Linked DNA regions of Sus scrofa: region 1 is linked to region 2. Evidence: chromatin contacts called from public Hi-C data. All regions are on one chromosome and are shown on one strand. Each heading gives the region's core, a stretch centred on a gene start, on an enhancer-like site or on the middle of the called end of the contact. The rest is flanking DNA. Distances are from core to core; before and after follow the strand shown. Region 1 holds the start of EIF1B (eukaryotic translation initiation factor 1B). Region 2 overlaps MYRIP (myosin VIIA and Rab interacting protein).

Region 1 (5,828 bases), core at 234-2,733, 62 kb before region 2:
CCTAAGACTAAAATTAGCTATTTCAGTAAACTTGATTACATTTAAGAAACAGCATTTGTCTCCTATAACCCCTGAATTAATTTGAAAATGAATCAGCAGGTCACAGAGAAAATGATTTTTACTGGGAACATGGAAACTAAGCATTTTTTATTTTATTTTGCTTGAGAGCCATGTAAATCTTATTTTAAGATGAAAGACCATAGATCTGAATGTTAATTAGGAGCATGAACAGTTTTCTTGGATCTAATCATTTTCACCCACATTGACAGTCAAGTATACGTGTGAAACGTAATCCTATTTAGAGGTGTGCATCAATAACTACATTTTAGTCTCTTCCTCCTAACACCTTTACCTTTTTGAAAGCTTTCACAAGTTTCTTTTTGTCATAATCATCTGCAATGCCCTGAACAGTAGTCAGTGTCTTCCTGCCGTTCCGTTGCTGGATTCTTATATGAATGTAATCCTCAGTCCCTGCCGGGAGTAAGTCGTCACCCTTAGTTGCATCAGCAAAGGGGTCTGCAAAAGGATACAAAAAAATCCAAAGCAGGAAAATATCTTTTAGTTAGTAATCTCCAGAGAGGTGGTACGCTACCATCTAGGCACTCTGCGAAGAAGGTTCTGGTGCCTCTGCTTTTTTTTCTGCAGGTGAGGATGGGGGGGGGTGGTAAGGGTAAAAATTAATAAAATCTCCAAGGTACTCTCACAAAGAGATTTTAAACACGTATGTCCACTGATACCCGAACAGAAAAACGTTGTTACAGGTAGATAATGTTATTGTTGAATAAAATCCTCTAATGAGAGAAAAGAGATTTTATAGTTTTATAACCACTATAAAAATGTGCGTCATCTCGACTATTCTGATGACAACAGAAACATTCACAGATGCCACTCCAATCATTTAACCGTAACTCTGCCTCGAAAAAAGTAAGAAAGATATATATACAGCAATCAAGAGTAATTTTACAAATTACTACGGGAGCGGAGAAGACTGGGCCACTGCCCTGTGACAGATGAGCGGCCTGATCCGCGTCTGTTACTAAACGCCCCCGAGAGTCGCTCGCAAACAGTCCCGACCGCTAATGGGCGCCGATCCCCCAGCTCCGGGCCAGCCTCCCCCCGGAGAGCAGCAGGGGCAGATCTGCAGGCGGATCGGGGTTGAAGAGGTGGCAGAGGGCAGAAGCGAGGAGCAGACAAATCTAGGGGCAGGCCAGAGGGCGGCACGGGGCCCGAGGCCGGGGCTCGGGGACGGGGTCCGGGGCCGTCCTCCGGGAGGGGGTCGCCAGGGGCCCGTCGCCATCTTTCGGGCGCCGAGACAAAGCCCCACTCGGGGTGCGGGGAGGGCAGTTGGGGGCCCTCTGGGCCAGGGGGGCCGGCAAGCGGCCCTGGTGGGGACAGGCAGGGGCGGCCGGCTGGCCGAGAGGCGCGCGGGGAATGTGAGGGGCCCGATCTTACCGAAAGATTGGAGGTTCTGGATAGTGGACATGCGATACTAGTGTGAGGCCGGTGAAGGGATAAAATTCCTGCGGGGCCCGCCCGGATCACCGTGTCAGGAGGCTGGAGTGGCGAGAAAACGGAAATAAATAAGGAGACGCTTCGCCCCGAGGTAGGGATGCGGCTGGAGCGGCGGCGGCGGAAGCCGGGAGGAGGCAGGAAGAGGCGAAGTAGGAGGCGGAGGAAGAGGCGGCGGCGACGGATGCGAGAACGCGAGAGAAGAGGCGGCGCTGCGGCTTCTCCCACAAAATGGCGGACGGACACTATTTAGCCGCGCCCGCCGCCCCACACGTGACCCTCCCGCGCCAGACGCTCTGGGACTTGTAGTTTTCATAACGCGAGAGACCCCGGAAAGCTCGGGGCGAGCAGGCTTACGGGACCTCAATTCCCAGCAGGGAGTGCGCTCCCCAGCTCCAGGCGGTGGGGCTGGGAGAGGTCCAGCGGGCTGCAGACCCAACTGGCCCGAACCTGCAGGTCTAGAGCAGTTTTCGTGGGGCGCTCGCAGGTTCTCCCTTGAGTCCCCTTCTTTGGCCGTACAGTGCCTGCGCAGAGGGTTTGGTGCTGAGGGGGGCGATGATCATCAGTCACCCTCGAGGCCCCGTGTAATGTAAGTAAAATCTGGGTTAGAGGACCAAAACAAGGCTCGTAGCCCCGGCTTTCGATTCGATGGCAGCCCCTCAGCACCTCCCCTACCTCCCCACCTCCTGCCTCGCTCGGTTGCAGGAGCTCTGTAAGTCCCTCTGAAAAGTCGATATGAGAGTCTCTCGCTCAGGATTGGACCGCCCTCAGATTGCCTAGCGCGGTGATTCTCAAACTCCAGTGGGCATTTCCCCAGGGCTTGTTTCAGGACGTCTGGGGCATGACCCTAGAATTTGCAAATCCAGCAAGCTGCCAGGCGATGCTCATGCTACTGGTCTGGGACCGCAGTTAAGAACCACTGCCTAGCTTCAGTGGGGGCCCAAGTATATCCCCGAGCTCCATGGAACATACCAGAAAACCAGCTTGACAACTTGAACACAGAACAGGAAGGTTAACTGATAGGTACCAGAACTGTAATATCTCCCTAACAAACTATACACAGAAAAACAAACCTGAGGCCATGAGAATAGGCTCACCCAGGCAGGTGGTCAATTGTCAAACTTGGTTGATTTTCTGAAAGCAAATATGGACTAAAAAGTTAGGGATTCTTAACCTTGTTTGTGCCATGGCAGACTTGTGAAAGTTTATAGACCCCTCAGAATCATGCTTTAAGAAATAAAACATGTAGGATTACAAAGGAAACCTATTACATTAAAGTTAAAAACAGTACATTGATAACATAGTATTACTTCTTTACTAATGCATTAATTAACAAGATCTAATAGCAGGTCTAACAACAGCTGGAATTTCAAAAAGGTGCCAAGGAAAAGATACTTTGAGATGTCTGTAGCATCAGAAGTGTAATATAAAAATATCTGTAGCTTCTATTGGTGCCAAGTTGAACATCCTTCAGATAATTCTGGGATGTTAACAGCATTCATAATGGAAAAAAAAGCTAGATTTTGGCGAGAGATTAGTGAAAATGTAGGTAGTCTTTTTTCCCATCCAATTTTAGGAATCCCTTCCCCTCCCACCCCCCGCAGTTTTAGCCATGGACCAAGAATCTGCAGACCCCAGGTTAGGAATACTTGAATTTAATAATCTTTTGTGATCAACTATAACGATAGTACCATTTATTGAATGCATACTATTAGCTGGTTGTAAGCTTTATACATAATATTATTAATCTTTGTAGCCATTCTTTGATGTAGTTGTTACTCTATACTCAGGTAGAAATGGAGGCTTTTACAGGTTAAATAATTTGTCTAAAAACATCAAATTCTCAATTCTCAGGTATCTAAATCCATTTTTGGTCTTTTACTCATGATTTAAATGAACAACACTTTTATTATCCAAACTAAAGTGTAAAATTTTAGAGCTGGTTCTAAAACGAGAATCAAAATTTTGTTGTTCATTTGTTGATTACACCTGCAGTGTTTCTGCCCTTTGACTTTGTACCTTTATTAGCACACTTTAAGGTCATTTTTAATACTCTCTGGATGAAGTTCAGAATAAACAAATGTGTTTGTTTTCTTCTTTCTTAGCAGATGTCCCAAACCATTTTATATTATGTTGTTTCTTAGAAGGAGCCAAGGATGGTCCAGTCAAGGGGAAAAAAAAAAAGCCACAGAGAAGCTAAGAAAGATCCAAAATCTTGGGGTTTGCATGGTCATTACCCTTGTCAGAAGATCTTATACTTTCTTATACCTAGTATTTGCTTCAGAAACTCCCAGGAGCTCAGAAATCTTCAATCAAAGCCAACTACGAATATAGGTCAGATGCATTTGTAATTATAACCTGGAAAACTCCCCCGACACTATGGTCATCATTTCAGATCCTTTATGCTTAGACCTGACCTGTACAATTCAGGAACCACTAGCCACATGTGGCCACTGAGCACTTGCAGTGCAGCTGGAACAAGTTGTGATGAGCTTTCAGTATAAAGTACATACTGAGCTTTCAAAGACTTCGGTTGTCTCAATTTCACCTGTTTCTTTTCATTTTGAAATGTGGCTACTAGGAGTTCCCATCGTGGCTCAGCAGTAATGAACCCGACCTGTATCCATGAGGATGCAGGTTCGATCCCTGGCCTTGCTCAGTGGGTTAAGGATCTGGCATTGCTGTGAGCTGTGGTGTAGGTTGCAGACTCGGCTTGGATCTTGTGTTGCCGTGACTGTAGTTTAAGCCGGTAGCTACAGCTCTGGTTTGACCCCTGTCCTAGGAACTTCTGTGTGCCGCAGGTGCGGCCCTAAAAAGAAAAATAAATAAGTAAATAAAATATGGCTACTGGAAAATTTCCGATTACATGTGGCTTACATACTATTTCTATCGGACAGTGCTGGTTTAGTGTGAAAGGGTTTGACCTATATGTAAAGTTATAAAAGGAACAAATTAACGTGCTTAAAATCTAGTATTTTTAGTTCCAAATAGTTCCAGCCTAGTTTAAGGTGATTAGTTCCTGCCTTATTTCCAAAGGGAGTTTAGATCTCCTACAGAGAATAAAAAATAAAAAGTTAGAATAGTTGAAAAATGAAAGCCCCCAAACTAAGATAGATCCTAGATCTAGCTTTTAATTTTCTAATAATTCGGACAAAGAGAAAATCAGTTAGAAAATCTGTACATCTACAGAATGAAAACATACCAGTTGCGCAGGAGGAATGACTGCCTGGCCCTGAGCCACAGGAGGTGTTTTTCTTGGGCTCTCATAAAGGGTACACTGTGATGTAGTGGACAGTGTCCCCAGGAGTTTGCCTGCCATAAAGACAATGGTGGGTTTTAATGCAGCTGTTTCTTATCTTGTCTAGTCATGAAGACATGCTAACAGGTGAGGACCTAGGGTCCTCATCCATCCAGAGGTTTCTGGTTGTGGTGGTCTTGTGACGATATGTACTCGAGTTTCCTGCTTCAGTGAGCATCATTGACCAATGGCACCAGCTGCTGCACTCAGAGTTCAACATCTTGGAGGTCACACTTCCCACCAGCTGCTGCTGATGACTCAACAGGGATCTTAATGCAGGACAGTTCTTGAGATACGTGGGACTCCTTATCCAGGAGGACCCAGATCTAGTGTCTAGGTCAGAAAAAGTCAGTTAAAAATCTCAACTTATTATCGTCAACAGTGGATTGTTATATTAGCAAAGTGTGATATAAATGAAATGGAACATTGTAAATTAAGGATTTAACCCTTTTTATCATTGAAAATAGAATTCTATTAGAGGAAAAGTCTTTATTATGAGTATTTGCATAGGCCAAAAGTAAAATCATGTCTCCAGAAATCTACTTACCTGCAGTGAGAACTTGAATGATAGGTCATTAAAATTAAAGGGTTACACAATTGTTACGTTATATTTTTAGTTTTTATTTTTTTTTCTTTTTCAGCCCCGCCCATGGCATGTGAAAGTTCCCAGGCCATGTATCAAATCTGAGCCCCAAGCTACGACCTAGACCATAGCTGCAGCAATACCACTACTGTGCCACAGCAGGAACTCCTACACTATCTTTAAAAAGAGGGGAGGAGTTCCCGTCATGGCTCAGTGGTTAACGAATACGACTAGGAACCATGAGGTTACCGGTTTGATCCCTGGCCTTGATCAGTGGGTTAAGGATCTGGTGATGCCACGAACTGTGGTATGGGTTGCAGACGCGGTTCTGATCTGGTGTGGCTGTGCTCTGGCGTAGGCCAGCAGCTACAGCTCCAACTAGACTCCTAGCCTGGGAACCTCCATATGCCACAGGTGCGGCCCTAAAAAGACAAAAAA
Region 2 (6,048 bases), core at 2,073-4,572:
GGATCTGTGGCTTCTGAACCCAGGACTCTATGCCACTCCTGCTTGGAGGAGGGCACAGCCTAGAGAACTATGTGTGTGCACTTGCACACACCCAGCTTTATTACCTGATGTGTGTCCCCCTCTGGAGGATGGGCGTTGGGGGAAGACAGTTCCTTGCTTGGCTCCTCCGAGCCCCCCCGGGCCCTTCTCCACCTTTTAGCCCGCCGATCTGCAGCATGGGGGGCTTCCTCAGGCTCACTGCTGTCTGACGTCTCCCTGCTGGCTGCCTGGGGGTTGAAGTTCACATCTAGCTCTCCCTGTAGGCGCATCTTCTCAGCCACGGGGTTCCTGGGGGCCTTCCTCTGCAACCAGGACAGCCTGGCCTGGTGCCCAGCTTCACGGGAAGAGCCTGCGGAGGAGGTCTCTGAATCAGAGCACATGGCCTCGGGGTTGGGGGAGAGCCCGGAGGAGGCAGAGGCGGCAGAGGGGCCTTGATCTGAGCCCTGGACCTGCATGGGCTGAGGCTGCGGGTGTCTGGGCAGGCCCTGGGGCTGAGGGCACAGCGTGCTCAAGGCCTCCCTCCAGTCAAAGTCTTCCTCACTGTCGGAGCCCATCTCATCATAGGCAGATGCCACACTGGAGGCTGCCTCCAGGGCCTGAAAGGTGCCGCTCTTAGGTTTGACCAGCAGGCGGGTCGGGGGCAGAGCCCCATCCTTGAGGGCCATCCAGTTCCCATCAGGGCTCTGCAAAACTGGGGCAGCACCTACAGGCAGGAGGGAGAGAGAAACGAGAGAGGGCTGTTATCGCCTCAGAGCAGGGGGCTGTTCTCCTCTGTGCCCCTCTTCCTGGAGCACTTCCTGGCCTCCCACCTGATGTAGCCTCCTCCTTCTCTGAGTGGCTGTGACAACCGGAGTGGCTCATTGCACGATCTGGCTTGTGTTCTGGCTGATCAGGCACAGGGCGGAGCCCTCTCCCTGACGACGAGGGCCCTGCGGGAGATCTGGTCTCAGTCATCATCCTGGCCTTCACTGTCCCCAGGTCAGCTTGTGCAGAGGAAAGGGCAGAGGCTGTGAAATCAGAGGGCCTGGGTAGAAAGCTGCTCGTCTCCTTAGCTGCTGTGTGAGTGAGTGTCTGAGCTTGGGGCTCTGGTTGGTGAAAAGGGCACTGGATGAAATGAGGCAAGGCTCATAAAATGTGTTACACGTACCTGCTCAGAGCAAAAACAAATTCTTAACAGCTCTTTCCCCTGGACCCACCAGTGAGGCCACTGTAGGGCAGGGCAAAGAACAAGAACTCTGGATTCAGGAAGAGCCAGGGCTGAGCCCCAGTCATTGCCATTACTAGCAGGTGACCTTGGTCAGAGAGCATCTCTGAGCCTGTTTCCTGACCTGTCCACGGAGACAGTGTGACCTTCCTGGGCTGTTGGGCGATCATTATGTTCACTAGCACATGTGAAGCATCCATCATAGTGCCTGCTACACTGAGGGCCCCCAGCTGTTTTATCTTCTCTCCACTGAATTGGATTATTATTTAACATCCAACTAAGGATCAGCACCCATGTACGCCTTGTACATGTGTATAGCAAGCAGGTAATGTCTATCTCCTATTCAATACTGTGACAATATATTTTCATTGACTGTGTGAACACTCAGAAAAGAGGCTAACCAGGGTGTTATTACCTTTCACATGCTATGGACTCTACTTGTGATAACAGCAGGTCTTCCAGAAAAAAAAAAGGTACTCTTTGGTTGGAATTTTCCCCAGTGCCATGCCCCAAGATCGCCAGTGAGGGAGTGCAGGAGCCAGGGATTAAGAGCCTCTCTGGATCTCCCCAGAAGTGCTCAGGCTCTCTCTCATTGAAGCTAGTAGTGGCCAGTGAGCAGCAGTCTTGGTTTTCCTAAGGCTTTCTCGGGTTACCAGAGGCTGTGCCGGCTCTCCTGGGGGAGAATGGAACGACCATCTCTTAGGAGCAGCTCTAACTGAGGACTGGGGAGCTGGTGGGTGAATACCCATGTCCCCCTTGCCCCCTGGGACTCCTGGAGTTCCCCAGGGGGAAAAGCTTGCCACCCATGGTCGTACCCTGCTTGATAATGAGTCACTTGTTGCCTGCCTTGCCTTCTCTGTCTCCTGTCCTATCTCCCCTCTCCATGGTTCCTGGGTTCACCTCCACATACACTACAGGCCCTCAGATCTTTATATTAGGTCTGCTTCTGGGTAAGCCAAACCGACAGCGACATGATGCAAAGCAGACATGGAGTGTGGCTCTACGAACTGGCATGTCCTTTTGCCTTACAACTAGTAGCTAAGCCTGCCCTCTGGACCATATTTGGGACTCTGAATCTGATGTTTTTCCTCAGGGGCACACCCTTGGCCTTCTTCCTTGAGGAGCTGGCTGCTCTTTTCTCTGAGCGTTGCCAGAAAGCTTTCATTTTTTTGAAGTTAAACTATATCATAGCTTGTTTTTTGGTTGTCTACCCCGATCCCATCTCACCCCTGACTGTGAGCTCCTTGAGGGCAGAGCTGCCTGTGCTTCCCTGCTAGACCCCTAGCCCCTGGCCAGTTCTGCACCCATCCTAGGTTTGTAAAGACCACTCGCTAGTGAACAGAGACTTCAGGGGAAGATGAGGCTCTTGATGTGCGGCTCTGCATGAGCTCGGCTGTCTGCAGCCTCTCCTGGGGCCATGGAAGGAAGCCAAAGAGCGAGGCCTTGATAATGCCACTCTGCGCCTGGCTCCAGAGTTGGCATGTTGTGAACGTGGTCCTGAGCTTGCCTCCAATGCCCACCACATGGGAGGCTGCGGTTTGCCCATTGCCAGCTCCTCTCTTCTCCTGCCTTTCACAATCCCAGGTTGCATGTTCCTTGGGGAAGTAGAAGTTGGTCAAATTTTATATCTGAGAAGCACGGGTGGTGCCATGAATGCTCAACCCTATGAAAACCTTGGTTGTCAAGCTGCACGGTGGGAAATTCTCTAAGCTCTGCCTGGCCACCAGTACCACATTCCCCTAGCATGTTGGGAGCATTGCCTGGGACCCTGTTCCCCTCCATCCTCTCCTTTCTCCAAATCCTCACTCTTTCAGGCTTATGCAGACACCTCACAGTGAGAAACTCAAGAGTAGGGACCACCCCTGATCTTTATTTCCCAGGACTGAGCACATGCTGTGTATACAGGAGATGCTCGATCAAGGTCTACAAAGTGAAACTGTGTTTGGGGGGAAATGCATCATTTACTATAAGCACTGTCAAGACTGCAGACTGAAGGTGGGTTTACTCAGCCCACAGTGTCCCTCCAGCTGACCTCAACTCTGGACCAGCAGGCTCCGGAACCAACCTTTCCCCTGAGGCATAAACAGGACTGCTGAAAATAGCCCAGATGACGTTAACCTTCTAAGATGACCTCTGCCTCTGGGGCTCCTCTGTGCTACATTTCTGCTCTGCTGAGACTGAGCAGTGCCCCAGGGAATAACCTGCTTCCTGCTAACAGAGCAGACATCTTTCAAGACCTCTGGGGTTGGCCTGGACGTTTCAGCACGTCAGCGGCCCAGCTGTCCTCAGAAAAATCAGCACTTTTCTACACAAGTGCTTAATATTTTTCATTTTAAATCTTAATCCTGAGAGATGCATGGGTTTTTGAGCCAAGCATGAAATCTTTTTCTGTGTGTGATACTGTCAAACTAAGTTTTATGTTTCTATGCAACTGACAAATGACACATGGGTTCCTTATTTTAGAGAAATTTATGCACAAAATCATGTTTGGAAAACCAAGATCCTTTGCAAATTTATTTGGATTGCTCATAATTCAGCAAGAACTATTTTGTGAAAAGGAGTGTCTTTTAGAAGTGCTTATAATTTCCCCTGAAGTTATCAGTTTCTAAGTCTGAATTTTGAAATGCTCTTTGTTGTTGTTTGTTTATTTTTATGGTGTAGAAACACTTATCATCATGCAGTAGTTGAAAAACCCTGCAAATCGGAGCCCTGATGTTTGGGTTTGAGGATCACATCAGCCGTAGGATCTTGGACAAGTCACTTTGTCTCATTGTCCTTCAAAGTTCTTATCTGCCTCACAAGATAATAGCAATACTTTGGAGGAATAAATAAAATAGTGCCTGTACAGGGACTCTATGAATTGAAAAAATTGTGAAGTGCTTTTTAAAAGATAGTTATGATTGTTTACTAAAGATCTATTATATGCTATTCTTATATGCCCTGTGGAATCTATGAGTCCCTTCTCTGTGGGAACTTTCAACCCCTGATGAGAGATAAAGAGAGAAGGGAAGAAAGAATATGGATGAATGAATTAATTATGAATGTATGAATCAATGGATACAGATATGAGAGACAAAGAGAAAGAATAGGAATGAATGAATGATGGATGAATGCATCAATGGATTTGGATATGAGAGATAGACACAATCCGAATGAATGAATGAATGAATGCATCAATGGATATGCCAGACAGGAAGAGGAAGGAAAAGCATCTCTAGAAAAAATGCACTTAAAAATAAAAAAAACAAAAACATACATAAATAAAGAAATTTCATGTGCACATAGGATCTCTATCAGCAGTTTCTACGGACAGGCACCAAAAAGTTAACACAGAAGTGATCTCTCTTGGAAAATCTTTAGAATGACTGTTAAAAAACTATTGAATGTTTTTGTTTTTGTTTTGCTTTTTTTTGGGCTGCACCTGTGGCACATGGAGGTTCCCAGGCTAGGGGTCCAATCGGAGCTATAGTGCTGGCCTGCACCACAGCACAGCAATGGGGGATCCAAGCTGTGTCTGCGACCTACACTACAGCTCACAGCAACGCCGGATCCTTAACCCACTGAGCGAGGCCAGGGATTGAACCCGAAACTTCATGGTTCCTAGTCGGATTCATTTCCACTGCACCATGACGGGAACTCCATTGAATGTTTTTTGATTCTTTTCACTGTGATAATAATGGAATTTGTTTATACAGCTGTTAGTTAAATATTTTCCCTTATAGAGTAAAAATGATAGCACAGTTTTGAAAAGGATATTTCTAAAATGAGTATTTTGCTGCAAATTTGTTGTCATTGTTGAAAAGGAAAGTGGTCCAGATATGATGTAAAACATGGAAGAGAGTACTTTCAGTGGTTTCTTGTGAGGACAAACGTGCCTAGCTTCCATTATAGGTACACGTATCTAGGTGAGGAAAGGAGACCTATCCTGGAGTGGGGTGAACATCTTTTCTCAGTCAGTCACAGGGCCCAAAAGACCTAGTTGGCCTGAGCACAGGGCTTCATGGCCCTCAGCTGTTACTCATGTGGTTCCAAGCATCTCACAGCCTTCGGATGTGTGACTCTGGGAAAGTGACACAGCTAATTTGAGTCTCTTCACTGTTAGGGATTGCATGACTTAACAGCTTTTAAAGGACTGTGTATTGTAGTTATTGAGGAGTTTTCAGAGATGCGAGTTTAACTGCCCTACGCAGACGTGGGACATCCTAGGACCAGGCGCGGGAAAAGTGGACAGCTTGCCATCCTCAGCTATGGCAAGGATGGCCAGCTTCCCATCAAAGACTCTGCACCCAGCCCCTTTCATGGCAGAGCAGTGTTTCTGGGATGCAGCTGCCTGACCAGGACTACATTTCTCAGGTTCCCCTGCATCCAGGTGGGGCCACAGGACTAGTGCTTTCGCCCATGGAATGGGAGCTAGAGTGGTGTGTGCCATTTCCCTCTGCCTTCTGCATTCTCTCTTCCTCCATCTGCTGGCCAATGAGAATGACCCAGCAGAAGACTCAGAGGCCCGAGAGGACCACAGAGCCACAGGTAGAAGGAGCCTAGGCTTCTGAAGGCCTCCATGGCCAGGATACTGTACTGCACTGTTGTGTGATGGGAAACAAAACAACTGCATTAGGCCACCTAAATGTTTAGTTTACTTGTTACAGCAGCAAGGGTTACCTTCAGTAATATGACAGGTTTCAGAAGGGATACCCCTAAACCAACTGATGCTGGAACCCAAATCTCTTTAAACACTGAAATGAATGCCTGCTGGGCTGGCTTGGTGCTCCTGGCCTAGATATAATAAGACAGCTTCTCCTAGTCTG

Evidence for each region. A called contact is a pair of places that touch in the nucleus more often than the background predicts.
Region 1: a Hi-C map of retroperitoneal adipose tissue shows a contact between it and region 2, with 2.5 times the contacts expected there. The contact joins the promoter of EIF1B here to the enhancer-like site in region 2. A contact is called at or near these places in 4 of 5 promoter capture datasets (fetal liver, fetal skeletal muscle and liver), 36 of 47 Hi-C or Micro-C datasets (adipocytes, adipose tissue, alveolar macrophages and 18 more) and 2 of 2 datasets of contacts at active chromatin or transcription factors (alveolar macrophages and skeletal muscle).

Annotation. Positions count from the first base shown.
Region 1 is chr13:24,570,838-24,576,665 of Sscrofa11.1, reverse strand. It overlaps EIF1B (eukaryotic translation initiation factor 1B), which reads right to left and starts at 1,483. Exons shown (of 4, transcript NM_001001635.1): 1 at 1,453-1,483; 2 at 353-516. The coding sequence starts at 1,483. The region is part of intron 2 of LOC110256427 (a long non-coding RNA gene); the gene reads left to right.
Region 2 is chr13:24,510,670-24,516,717 of Sscrofa11.1, reverse strand. MYRIP (myosin VIIA and Rab interacting protein) reads right to left here. Exons shown (of 17, transcript NM_001161754.1): 9 at 105-742. The region is part of intron 5 of LOC110256427 (a long non-coding RNA gene); the gene reads left to right. Among named protein-coding and RNA genes, the nearest start is that of EIF1B, 61 kb to the left of the region's middle. Within about 2 kb of position 3,322, at least 8 of the 83 cell types and tissues checked have an H3K27ac peak or open chromatin away from gene starts, as enhancers often do. A contact at or near this core is called in adipose tissue, fetal liver, retroperitoneal adipose tissue and 1 more, where this site is marked.